Linked DNA regions of Triticum aestivum: region 2 is linked to region 1. Evidence: chromatin contacts called from public Hi-C data. All regions are on one chromosome and are shown on one strand. Each heading gives the region's core, a stretch centred on a gene start, on an enhancer-like site or on the middle of the called end of the contact. The rest is flanking DNA. Distances are from core to core; before and after follow the strand shown. Region 1 holds the start of LOC123111975 (proline-rich receptor-like protein kinase PERK8). Region 2 holds the start of LOC123111979 (exocyst complex component EXO70B1).

Region 1 (5,547 bases), core at 721-3,220:
TCTCATCAGCCTGTTTAGTCATGGAAGGAAGCATCACATTTATATACACAACAGGGGCAACCTAATTTGAGAAAACATGCATGTATTGAACTCTTCCTCCAAATAATGTATGGAGTTAATTACATATCCATTTATTTAAGCTATCTCTTTTCCAGATTGCTCAGGATATTTTAATTGCTAGCAAAGAATCCTGAGAAAGAAGTTGGTTATGTTTCGACACACTGCAAAGTTGGTTATATTTCAATGATGATATTAAAGTTCCTAAAATAAGTCGATTACTATGCAAGGGGGAAATATGAGTAGGAACTGACCTGCACAAGAAATGCTAGAGATGCATCTTGCAGGAACTCACAAATTCCTTTCAGTAATCAGTACGCCATGGTCCTCTCTGAAAATTCAACAACATTTTCAAATAAGTAAACTATACCACCCGATCCACCACAATTTTGACGTGTTGAACTACAAATCAAGTCGACAAACATTCAACTTTCAGCTCAAGCAATACCTAATTTGATCACATCCAAGTTTTAATTCCATCAACTGCAATTTCTGATCCAACAAAATTTGATTCCATCACCCGCAATTTTTGATCCAACAGATTTGGGAAGCCCGAGACAGTACCTTCCAGCTCCAGGGGAGAGGGAAGGGAGGCGCCGGTGCCACGCTGGTGAGACCCTTCGACCATAGCCGCGTCCACGCAACCACGACTTCGGCAGAGAAAACGGACGGCACAAATCAAGGGCCGTACTCAGACTCTGGACCAGCTACAACACGGTTAACGGAATCAGTCACACACACGCGCACACACACAGAGACAAAGAGGAGGGACAGGGAAGCACGACCTCGAGGCGGACGACAGTGAGCTCGCCCACCAAACCCAGGATGTGGTGTCATGCAATCTTTTTGAACTCAGATCTTCTGCATAAAGTGATTCATATTAAAAAAAACATATATATACCAATTAATTAGATAGCAGAATCGCAAATTATCTTGAATCAACCCATTGATAGGCACACCAAACTGAACCGAGTAAAAAAAGCATATATATACCAATCAATTAGATAGCAGAATCACAAATTATCTTGAATCAACCCATTGATAGGCACACCAAACTGAATCTAGTAAGAAAAATGCAGACAACTAAATAGTATCTCTTTCATACATGGAAGAACCAGAGGCATCAAATCACATAAACTTAGCAGACAACCTTGCTCCATGAAAAGTAGGGCTCATAAGAGGCTAGGGAATCGATTCATACCTACGGAGCAGTGGCTACCTTGACGTTCGTCCCTCTGGAGCTGCTGCACACACACATACACTGACTTATATGTCGAGCTGTTGAAAAGAAGGGATCAAAACAGAGAGAGGGAGGAAATGGGGGAAGTGGAGAGGGCACTCACCTCCACCTTCGCACGACGGATCTGAGGCGCCTCACCTCGAGCAGTCTTCTTCCTGGAGGTGCACGAATGCGAGGACGACGGTCCCGCGCTCCTCCAGTCGATGGCGACGCCTGGACAGTGACCAGGAGGCGATGGAGTGCGCGAAAGTTCGGACGGGGTCGGGGAGGACCAACCGGAGGTGCAGGCGCAGCGCGGGCGTTGATGGCGACGCCGTGGACCGGCGACCGTGGCGCTAGGGTTAGCCGGGGCCGCGCGTAGGGGGGAGGCACGTCGGGTCAACGCGGTGGAGAAGGAGCAGTGTGACGAGATGAGCTCGTGGATGTGTTGTATGGCGGCGGACCTCGCCGGAGTTGGCCGTGGTGGTGACGGCAGGGGGGAATACACACACACACAGAGAGGACGACCAGGAGGCGATGTAGTGCGTGAGGGCGACCAGAGGAGAGGGGGACGGGAGGGCGGGCTCGCCGTCGGGCGATAGGGGGCGGCGGCCACGGTGGAAGGGGAGGGGGCGGCGGCCATGGTGGAAGGGGAGGGGGCGGCGGCGATGGTGGAAGCCTGGAAGGGGAGGCGGCGGCGGCTAAACAGGAAGAGGAGAAGCCGATTGGGGAGAAACGGATGGGAGTTGGTTTTATATACCTCGTAGCGAAATTACGAAAATACCCTCGGCGGGGCACGAGAATAACGGCGGTGGCACAAGATATTTTCGGTGGTGAGCTAAACTGTTCATTGCAATAGTATCGCAGGCTCCATCCGGCGGTCCAGATCGTCCGGGAGAGAGATTCAAGGGTCGGAAACACATCCAACGGTCCACGATCGCTGAGCTCTGAGAGCGTCCGGGAAGCGTCTGCCAGTCCCAACGGTATGGTCAACCGGTGGAAGATCAAACGGCATGATGTATCAGTATGAAGGCAAAATTTAGCACATCTAACAGAACAGCCGATTATCTGGCCGGTTCAAGAGTAAGAAGAAACATTTACTATGTGCCAGAAGAGTTAAACATGGGCATGAGACTATCAAAGTGCCAAAAGCAAGGCAGCATCCAATTCACTACGGTCATATGAATAGAAAAACTAATTAGCTAACATTAAGTTCAGTAATACGAGCAGAAATATAAGAGAGCAAAAGCCAACAATGGCAATGGAGGCGATAAAACTACGAAGCCATAGTTAGGCATACAATAGATAGCTTGGTTCAATTGCCTCTGTGAGTGCCATTCCATATGAACTTGATGTGAATAGTTTGTGAGATAGATGAGCACAAACTTATTTTTGTATAGCCAATGCATTTGAAATATGCTTTTAAAACATATGGACAGTGAGCGATGGTTTCCCCCTTCTGATCTTGGAAGGTGAAGACCCAGATCTGTTATTCTTTGATCCCTGTGGCCTTCACAAAATCTTGGAATGCACTTGTTATTGTGGCCCTCTTATCCATAGGAAAATGTTCCAGAGTAGATCTGGAAATGAGCACAGGATGAAAAATAATTAGTGTATTTTTGGGTGACATTGGCAAACATGACTTCATCATCTCAATCATGAAATACAGAAAACTTTGTTGATCTAGTTATAAAACACGGTTTATCATGAGGAGCATGCCTAGCTTTCATTTTGAGACCTCTTGAGCAAATAGAGTAGCAACATTAGTATGGGAATTCTATATCTTTAGGAATTGCAAATAGGCTTGCCTGGACCATGACAACACATGAACTAAATCATTGTGGTAGAATAGGAACAGTGTATTTATGTTAATAATGAGACTTCCAATTGCATGCTAAATACTTGTGGTAAATAAATAACAGTCCTCATACTCGAAAAGACTTTCGATACAAATTTTGAAGTACACGATATAACAGAAATACATAACATGATATGAGCCATTAAATTACAGTGGTGGAATAGGATTAGTGTATCCCCTTCTAAAATTGAACATCCGAGGCATTACCAATTAGAAACCAACTAACACCAAGGTAAATTGGGGCCATGGTACATGTAGCTGGCTGCAACTTAAATGGCATGCCAATGAACAGAACATATAAACGGGGCAGTGAATATAGGAAGCATAAATGAAGAATACCAAATGCAAAATCCATATCATCTCGTAAAATCTAATTCTTCTAATTAATGCACATTAAAATCCTTGATAACTAAAGTGTATCTATGTCAGTAGTATAACAATTACCTGGATAAACCGGGCCTCAACGAAACCTCCTAGAGTATTGACCCATACATGGCATAGGTGCACCTCTACTGACCAACTCCAACACCATGTCAGCAGCCCGCCTTGCCGATACCCACCCGCCCGCACTTAGAGACTACAAAGCAGGCAACACATAAACTTGATCACACAAATCTTAATCAAGGTTTCTACTCGCAAAGTAAAAGAGCATATTCCTAAAACACAAAAGAGGGGACGACGACCATCTTGGCCAGAGGAGGTAGTGACAACAGCAACAGACAGAAGAGCATAGTAATAAGATTAAAAAATGGTAGTTTGTTGTATTATGACATGAAAAACAATGGGATTGTGGTTAGCTTAAGCGCATCGCAAGGCACTTTTATGGAATAAGAAACCAACAATAAATAATATATGATTAGTTGGTATCTAGAGCGATCCAAAGCACCATAACAAAATCTCGACGAAGAGTTGTATACCATGCTGTTGTAGATTGGCGTACCATGCTGTTGTAGATTGGCGTAGATTGGAGAGGTCACAGCAGCGGTCACAGTGAGAGATGGTTTCCCCTTTTAATTTTGAAAACAAAGACATGTATCTGATATTCTTTGATCCCTGCCGCCTCGACAAAATCTTGAAGACCAAAAGGATTGTTGTTAGCTTGGACCTAGCAAGATATGTCGTAGTAATCATTAAGCAATCACATTGGTAAGCAAGACTAGAGGGCAGAGTAGAACCAAATATATACATGTTGACCATATCTTAATCATGATAGATCCAGTTTTCTGAAAGTATAAACAACCAAGCTTCTATCAAGCCTAAACCCACTACTGGAAGCAAAGTAAATTTCCTTAAATGCAGTGACTCTACCGACAATTTGGTTTGTTTGCCTGTGTGGGTGTTGACTTGCTTCAGAAGTCATAGATACAAATAGAAGCATAATAAGTGGTTTTAGAAAATATATCAAGTTCTAAAGATAAATAAAACTACTTTCAGTATATATCGTAGATGCCATTGCAGATAACAATAGTGACCCTCCCAGTGAGTGAACAAAATGATTCAATCTTTCTTCTTTTTTCCAACAAAAATGTTAATATTCAAGAGGTAGTTGGAGACAGGGCTACAACTTATGAAGGTTTTAATCTTATGGTTCAATGAACTGCATAGGCAGAGTACACAGTTGATGGATTCAAACTATTTTTAAGAGATGATGTGGCAAGGCTAAGAAGATGAAAATAATTAAGAAAAGTTCAGGCTCAACAACTTACGAAGATTTAACTGGGTAGTGCCTCATGGCAGTCATCAACCTTTGAGCCGTAGAACTGTAAGATCAAACTGAGACTCGAGCCTGCATAACCATAGGAAGAAAAGGATCATCAACAAAGAGGAAAAAGTGAATTAGGAACCAGTTCCTGGTTCCTCTAAAAAATCATTCTAAATGACAAACTGTGGGAAGAAAAAAGAGCAGGTCTAATAACATAGATGTGTTAACCGGCAAACACTACCCAGTCAGATCAAATAGTCAGCTTATTTTTGTCCCTTCTCAATATTAAGAACTACAAGTAACCAGGTACATAAGAAAAACAAATAATGCCTACATAGTAGCTCATCTCTCTTAATACAGCTACACTGATTTCGATGTACAATTTAGGACCAATGGAAAACCATAAAAACACAAAAACTCACACAATAAAGCTAAAACTAAATATTGCACGCCGTCGAGACCAATCTGGCGTGCAACATCTGTCACTACAGAAGGACATCGGCGTCAATCACAAATTCACAGCGGTAGGGTCATCAGCATAGCCAACAGGAACTGCAGGCCGAACCACGGTCGCAACTACTGACTCCAACATATTTGACAGTAGATATGATACATGATTGAGAATACCTAATCAGAAAAGCACCACTATCCAACCATAAACATAAAGGGAGTAATATGAGCCGAAATCTCTAATGGCATTAAAAAATTAGA
Region 2 (5,547 bases), core at 1,889-4,388, 290 kb before region 1:
TCCTCATCCATGCCATGCCATTCATTGAGCTTTTCCTGAAATATTTGTCTTGGAATAGTATTAGCCCAATGAGCTAGATGTTGTTAGGAATTACCAAAACCACCTAGGGATAGTTGCACTTTCATCCAACTTCAATGATGGACAACAACACACCTTCAGATTGCTCTAGTGTTTGTAGTCATCACTAGGTAGCCTCCGCACAGAGACCCCCTCCCCCCGTGCGTACCTCCGCATCGCCTCCCCGAGCGAGGCGACTGGAGTGGCCTCCCTCTCCCCCACCTCTCTGATATGTCTCCAACGTATCTATATTGTTTGATTGTTCCATGCTATTATAGTATCAACTTTTGATGTTTTATATGCAATTAAAAGCAATTATGTATCTTTTTTTGGGACTAACCTATTAACTTAGTGCCCAAACCCAGTTGTTGTTTTTTTGCCTCTTTTTGGTTTTTCGGAATATCAATACCAAATGAAGTCCAATTGCCACGAAACTATTTAGAGATTTTTTTTCTGGACAAAAGAGACCTTGGAAGGTTCGGGAGGAGACCAGGAGATGAAGGAGGTGCCCACAGGGCACCAGGGCACGCCTAGTGGGGTAGGTGCACCCTGGTGGCTTGTAGGGGCCCATGTTCAGCCTTTTGACCTAATTCTGCCTCTATAAATTCTCTAAAATCTGGAAACCATCAGAGAGCTACCGGAAACCCTTTTCTATTGCCGCAAGCTTCTATTCTCGAGAGATCCCACTTGGGGACCTTTTTTGGCACTCTGCCGGAGGAGGAATCAACCACGAAGGGGAACTACATCAACCTTGCTACCCCTTCGATGAAGCGTGAGTAGTTTATCGCTGACTACGGGTCCATACTTAGTAGTTAGATGGTTTCTTCTCTCTCTTTGATCTTCAATACAATGTTCTCCTTGATGTTCTTGGAGTTCTATTCGATATAATCACTTTTTGCGGTTTGTTTGTTGGGATCCGATGAATTTTCAGTTTATGATCAGATTATTTATGAATATTATTTGAGTCTTCTCTGAACTCTTTTATGCATGATTATTATTTCTTTCCGATCTATTGATTTGGTTTGGCTAACTAGATTGATTTTTCTTGCAATGAGAGAGGTGATTTGTGATGGGTTCGATCTTACGGTGCTCAATCCAAGTGACAGAAAGGGACATGACACGTATTTGCATCGTTGCCATTAAGGATACATAAATGGGTTTTATTCATGCGTGAGTTTACTTTGTCTACATCATGTCATCTTGCTTAAGGCGTTATTCCGTTCTTTATGAACTTAATACTCTAGATGCATGCTGGATAACGGTTGATGTGTAGAGTAATAGTAGTAGATGCACGCAGGAGTCGGTTTACTTGTCTCGGATGTGATTCCTATATACATGATCATTGCCTTAGATATCATCATGATTATTCGCTTTTCTATCAATTTCCCATCAGTAATTTGTTTACCCGTCATACGTTATTTTCGAAAGATAAGCATTTAGTGAAAACTATAGCCCCGGGGTCTATTTAAATCACACATCATATATCAAAATCCAAAATTATATTGCTGCACTTTTATTTACGTTATTTTATTTTGTGTTTTATTTATCTATCTATCACTACGAGATTTGATCCTTGCAAGTAACCGTCAAGGGATTGACAACGGGTGCAATGATTTATTATTTTGTGTCTAGGTGCTGCTAACGAGGTGTTGCGTGGTTCTCCTACTGGATTGATAACCTTGGTTTCTAGCCTAGGGAAATACTTATCTCTACTGTACTACACCATCCCCTCCTCTTCGGGAAATCCTAACACAGCTCACAAGTAGCACTCTCCGAGCTCCTTGCGCCCCTCCCTCTTGCCGCTGCCACCGGTGGGCGCGATCGGGCGTTTCCCACGCAGCGCCATGGTGTGGCTGGCGGTGGCGGCCCCTTCCCTTCCCCGACGCAGGCCCATGACTTGGGCGAGCGGGCCTGGATGGCGACGAGGCGACGATGGTGGCTTCGGGAGGGCAGGGACCGGCGGCGCTCTGCAAGCCCAGATCTGAGCCCCTTTGGGGCCGATCTGGGTCGGGATGGGCCGGCTAGGGCTGCGACGGGTCATCTCTGGCTGGTCCGGTGAGCACTTCACGATGGGGGCGGCGGCTACTATGTAGCATCTGCTGCAGCACGGCGGCAGGAGCTTCATAGGCCCAATCTAGTCCCGAACGGGCAATTGGCCAGGTGTGCTCCCGCTACTGCATCCGGTCTGCTACCGCCTGAGCCGGTGGAGGTTGTTCCCTCCCACGTGGCTATGGTACTGCATGCCCCTATCTATGGGTGATTCATTTTGGTCCGACCGGCCTCACAACGTTTACCGTGGTGAGACGGCGGTGAGGTTCTCTTGACTGTGTTGGCGCATGTTGGTGGGCGGCGAAGGTGGTGGAGCAGACGGTTGGTCCTGAGTTGTGGGTGCGAGGGGTCGGGAGAAATCTCTGTCGGGTCTCGCCGGCACCAATGCGGTGCCGCATGTGGGTGCCGCCATCCTTCTTGAAGGGTGTCGTGTGGACCTTTCCCCCACTCCCCTCTGTGTACCGGGAGAAATGCTAGGATTCATCCGAGCAACAACGTCTTCATCATCACAATCCTTCTTGAAGGTGTTGCTTGATACACGGCAATTCTATGTCATTGAAGCATGGTGAAAGTCTCCGTTGGGCGCAACGGTTGCAGGATCCCATCGCTTTCGTAGATCCGGCGATGTTGGCATTATTTCTCTTATTTTTCTCTTGTCTTTTTTGGCGTGTTTGGCTTGTTTGCCACAACATTGCTTAAGCTGTTGTATTGGGTCGTTGCTATATTAACATAGCGGAGCGAAAGCCTATTTTAAGTCGTCACTAGGTAGCCTATAGACCTGGACTTTTGTTCCGAATGATATTTGCACTGTCTTGGGGGAATAAATTGAAAGTTTTCTTTATCTTTAGAAGAAAAGAAAAAGTGCATCAGCCGAATGCCGACCGGCTGGTGGGGCACTCGTAGATCGCTCTCCCATGTTCGATGCGCCTCTGGCAGGTGGGCCCGGCAATCAGCTCATTTTCGTCATCGTCCATCAAGGCTTTGTTTTGGAACGGAGGAAGAAAAAGAAAATCTGATTCGCCTTGGGCTAATCCGCGCAATAATTATCGCGAGGGGAGGGAGCCCGAACGACCAAAGCAAAGCAGAGCGAGAAATCGGCCGGTCTCCCCTCGCTGGACTAACCAGAGACGAGAGCAGAGAGAGCACAGCGCAGAGCCAAGACAGCAGCCTCATCGCCGCCGGTTGTTTGCTTCCCGCCGCTCCACGAAGCCGGCTCCGCCTCCCCGACTCAAGCCGGAGCTGCGCCTCCCTCCCTCCCTTCTATTGGTATCGGTTTATCGCGCGGCTGGCCGGTGGTGCTGCCGTGTGCTGCGGAGAAGAGGACCGGAGGGGGCGAAGCATGGACGGATCCGCCGCGGCGGAGCTGGAGAGGGCGGAGAGGGTGGTGAGGCGCTGGGACTCCACGGCGTCCGCGCCCGCGGGCGGCGGGGGCGGGGGCGGCGGGGAGGACCAGATGCTGTTCGACGGCGGCGGAGACCGGGTGGAGGCCGAGCGCTTCCTCCAGGCGGTGGACGACCTCCGCCGCCTCGCGCCGCCGTCCCCCGGCAGCCCGCGCCGCACCTCCTCGGCGGGGGCCTCCGGCGCCGTCCAGGTCGCCATGGCGCGGCTCGAGGACGAGTTCCGCCACGTGCTGGCGTCGCGCGCGGTCGACCTCGAGATCGAGGTGCTCGCCGACCTCAGCTCCCTCTCCATGTGCAGCGACCGCTCCAGCTTCTCCGACGTCGGCGACGCGCCGCCGGTGGACGACGAGTCCGTCGAGTCCTCCGTCGGCCGCCGCAGCAGCTACCGCTCCATGCGCAGCATCCGCGAGATCGACCTCCTCCCGCCCGAAGCCGTCAACGACCTCAACGCCATCGCCTCCCGCATGGCCGCCGCCGGCTACGACCGCGAGTGCGTCCAGGTCTACGCCTCCGTCCGCAAGCCGGCCGTTGACTCCGCCCTGCGCCGCCTCGGCGTCGAGAAGCTCACCATCGGCGACGTCCAGCGGCTCGAGTGGGACGCCCTCGAGGTCAAGATCCGCCGCTGGATCCGCGCAGCCCGCGCCGCCGTCCGCGGCGTTTTCGCCAGCGAGCGCCGCCTTTGCTTCCTCATCTTCCACGACCTTCCCCTCTCCAACCCCACCATCGCCACCCCCGCTCCCACCACGACTCCCGCCGCCCCCTTCGTCGAAACCGTCAAGGGCGCCGCGCTGCAGCTCTTTGGCTTTGCCGAGGCCATCAGCATCGGCCGCCGCTCGCCAGAGAAGCTCTTCAAGATCATTGATCTGCACGATGCACTGGTCGATCTGCTGCCTGATGTCTCCGATATCTTCGCCGCCTCCAAGGCCGGGGAACCCATATATGTGCAGACAACCGAGATCAGGGCGCGTCTGGCTGATGCTGTCCGTGGGGTACTCTCTGAGTTCGAGAACGCCGTTCTCCGTGACCCCTCCAAGACTCCAGTGCCCGGCGGCACCATCCATCCCCTCACTCGCTATGTGATGAATTACATTGTCCTCATTTCCGACTACAAGACGACACTTTCTGAGCTGATCGTGTCACGACCATCAGCTAGCTCGCGTGTTCCTGCCGATGGCAATGATCTCACACCGTCATTTCCTGATCTGGACCTTCCTGATCCTGACAGCCAGTTACCACTTTCTGCTCATCTTATCTGGACTATTGTGGTTCTTGAACACAACCTTGAAGGCAAGGCATCACTCTACAAGGACCCGGCACTCTCTCACTTGTTCCTAATGAACAATGTGCACTATATCGTGCACAAGGTAAAGGACTCGCCTGAGCTCCGGGGACTCATTGGCGATGTGTACCTAAAGCGGCTCACAGGTAAGTTCCGGTTGGCAGCCACAGCTTACCAGCGCAGTGCATGGCTTAAGATCCTGAATTGTCTAAGAGACGAGGGTCTCCATGTCAGCGGTGGCTTTTCATCAGGAATATCCAAATCAGCACTTCGGGAGCGCTTCAAGTCTTTCAATGCTGCGTTCGAGGAGGCACATAGGGCTCAGTCTGGGTGGTATGTGCCTGACACACAGCTGAAAGAAGAGCTTAGGATCTCAATAGCAGAGAAGCTGCTCCCAGCATACCGGTCCTTCCTTGGTCGATTCCGGCATCATATTGAGAACGGGAGGCATCCAGAGTTGTACATCAAATACACAGTTGAGGACCTTGAGATATCCGTGACGGATTTCTTCGAGGGGTCTCCACCTCCACCGCATAATAGGAGGAGATCCCATGGATGAGAGATTGCTTGAAGCTTGCAGTAGCTGTATCACTTGGTTGTGTGTTGTTGCCGAGCATTCTTTAATTCTTCGGTGAAGCCAGTGCAGGCAGTCGGGTATGTATTTTGTTTCACTCTCCTGAGACTTAAGGGTGTAGTTGGTGATGATTTCTTCTACTAGAGGTAATCTGAAACAGAATCAGGATCATATTGACGCTGTCAAAA

The links. A called contact is a pair of places that touch in the nucleus more often than the background predicts.
Region 2: a Hi-C map of leaf shows a contact between it and region 1, with 6 times the contacts expected there. The contact joins the promoter of LOC123111979 here to the promoter of LOC123111975 in region 1. A contact is called at or near these places in 3 of 5 Hi-C or Micro-C datasets (all in leaf).

What each region holds. Positions count from the first base shown.
Region 1 is chr5B:384,076,800-384,082,346 of IWGSC CS RefSeq v2.1, reverse strand. It overlaps LOC123111975 (proline-rich receptor-like protein kinase PERK8), which reads right to left and starts at 1,970. Exons shown (of 8, transcript XR_006454969.1): 1 at 1,401-1,970; 2 at 1,259-1,335; 3 at 843-918; 4 at 506-755; 5 at 312-388.
Region 2 is chr5B:384,364,511-384,370,057 of IWGSC CS RefSeq v2.1, reverse strand. It overlaps LOC123111979 (exocyst complex component EXO70B1), which reads left to right and starts at 3,138. Exons shown (of 1, transcript XM_044532863.1): 1 at 3,138-5,547. The coding sequence starts at 3,446. The coding sequence ends at 5,344.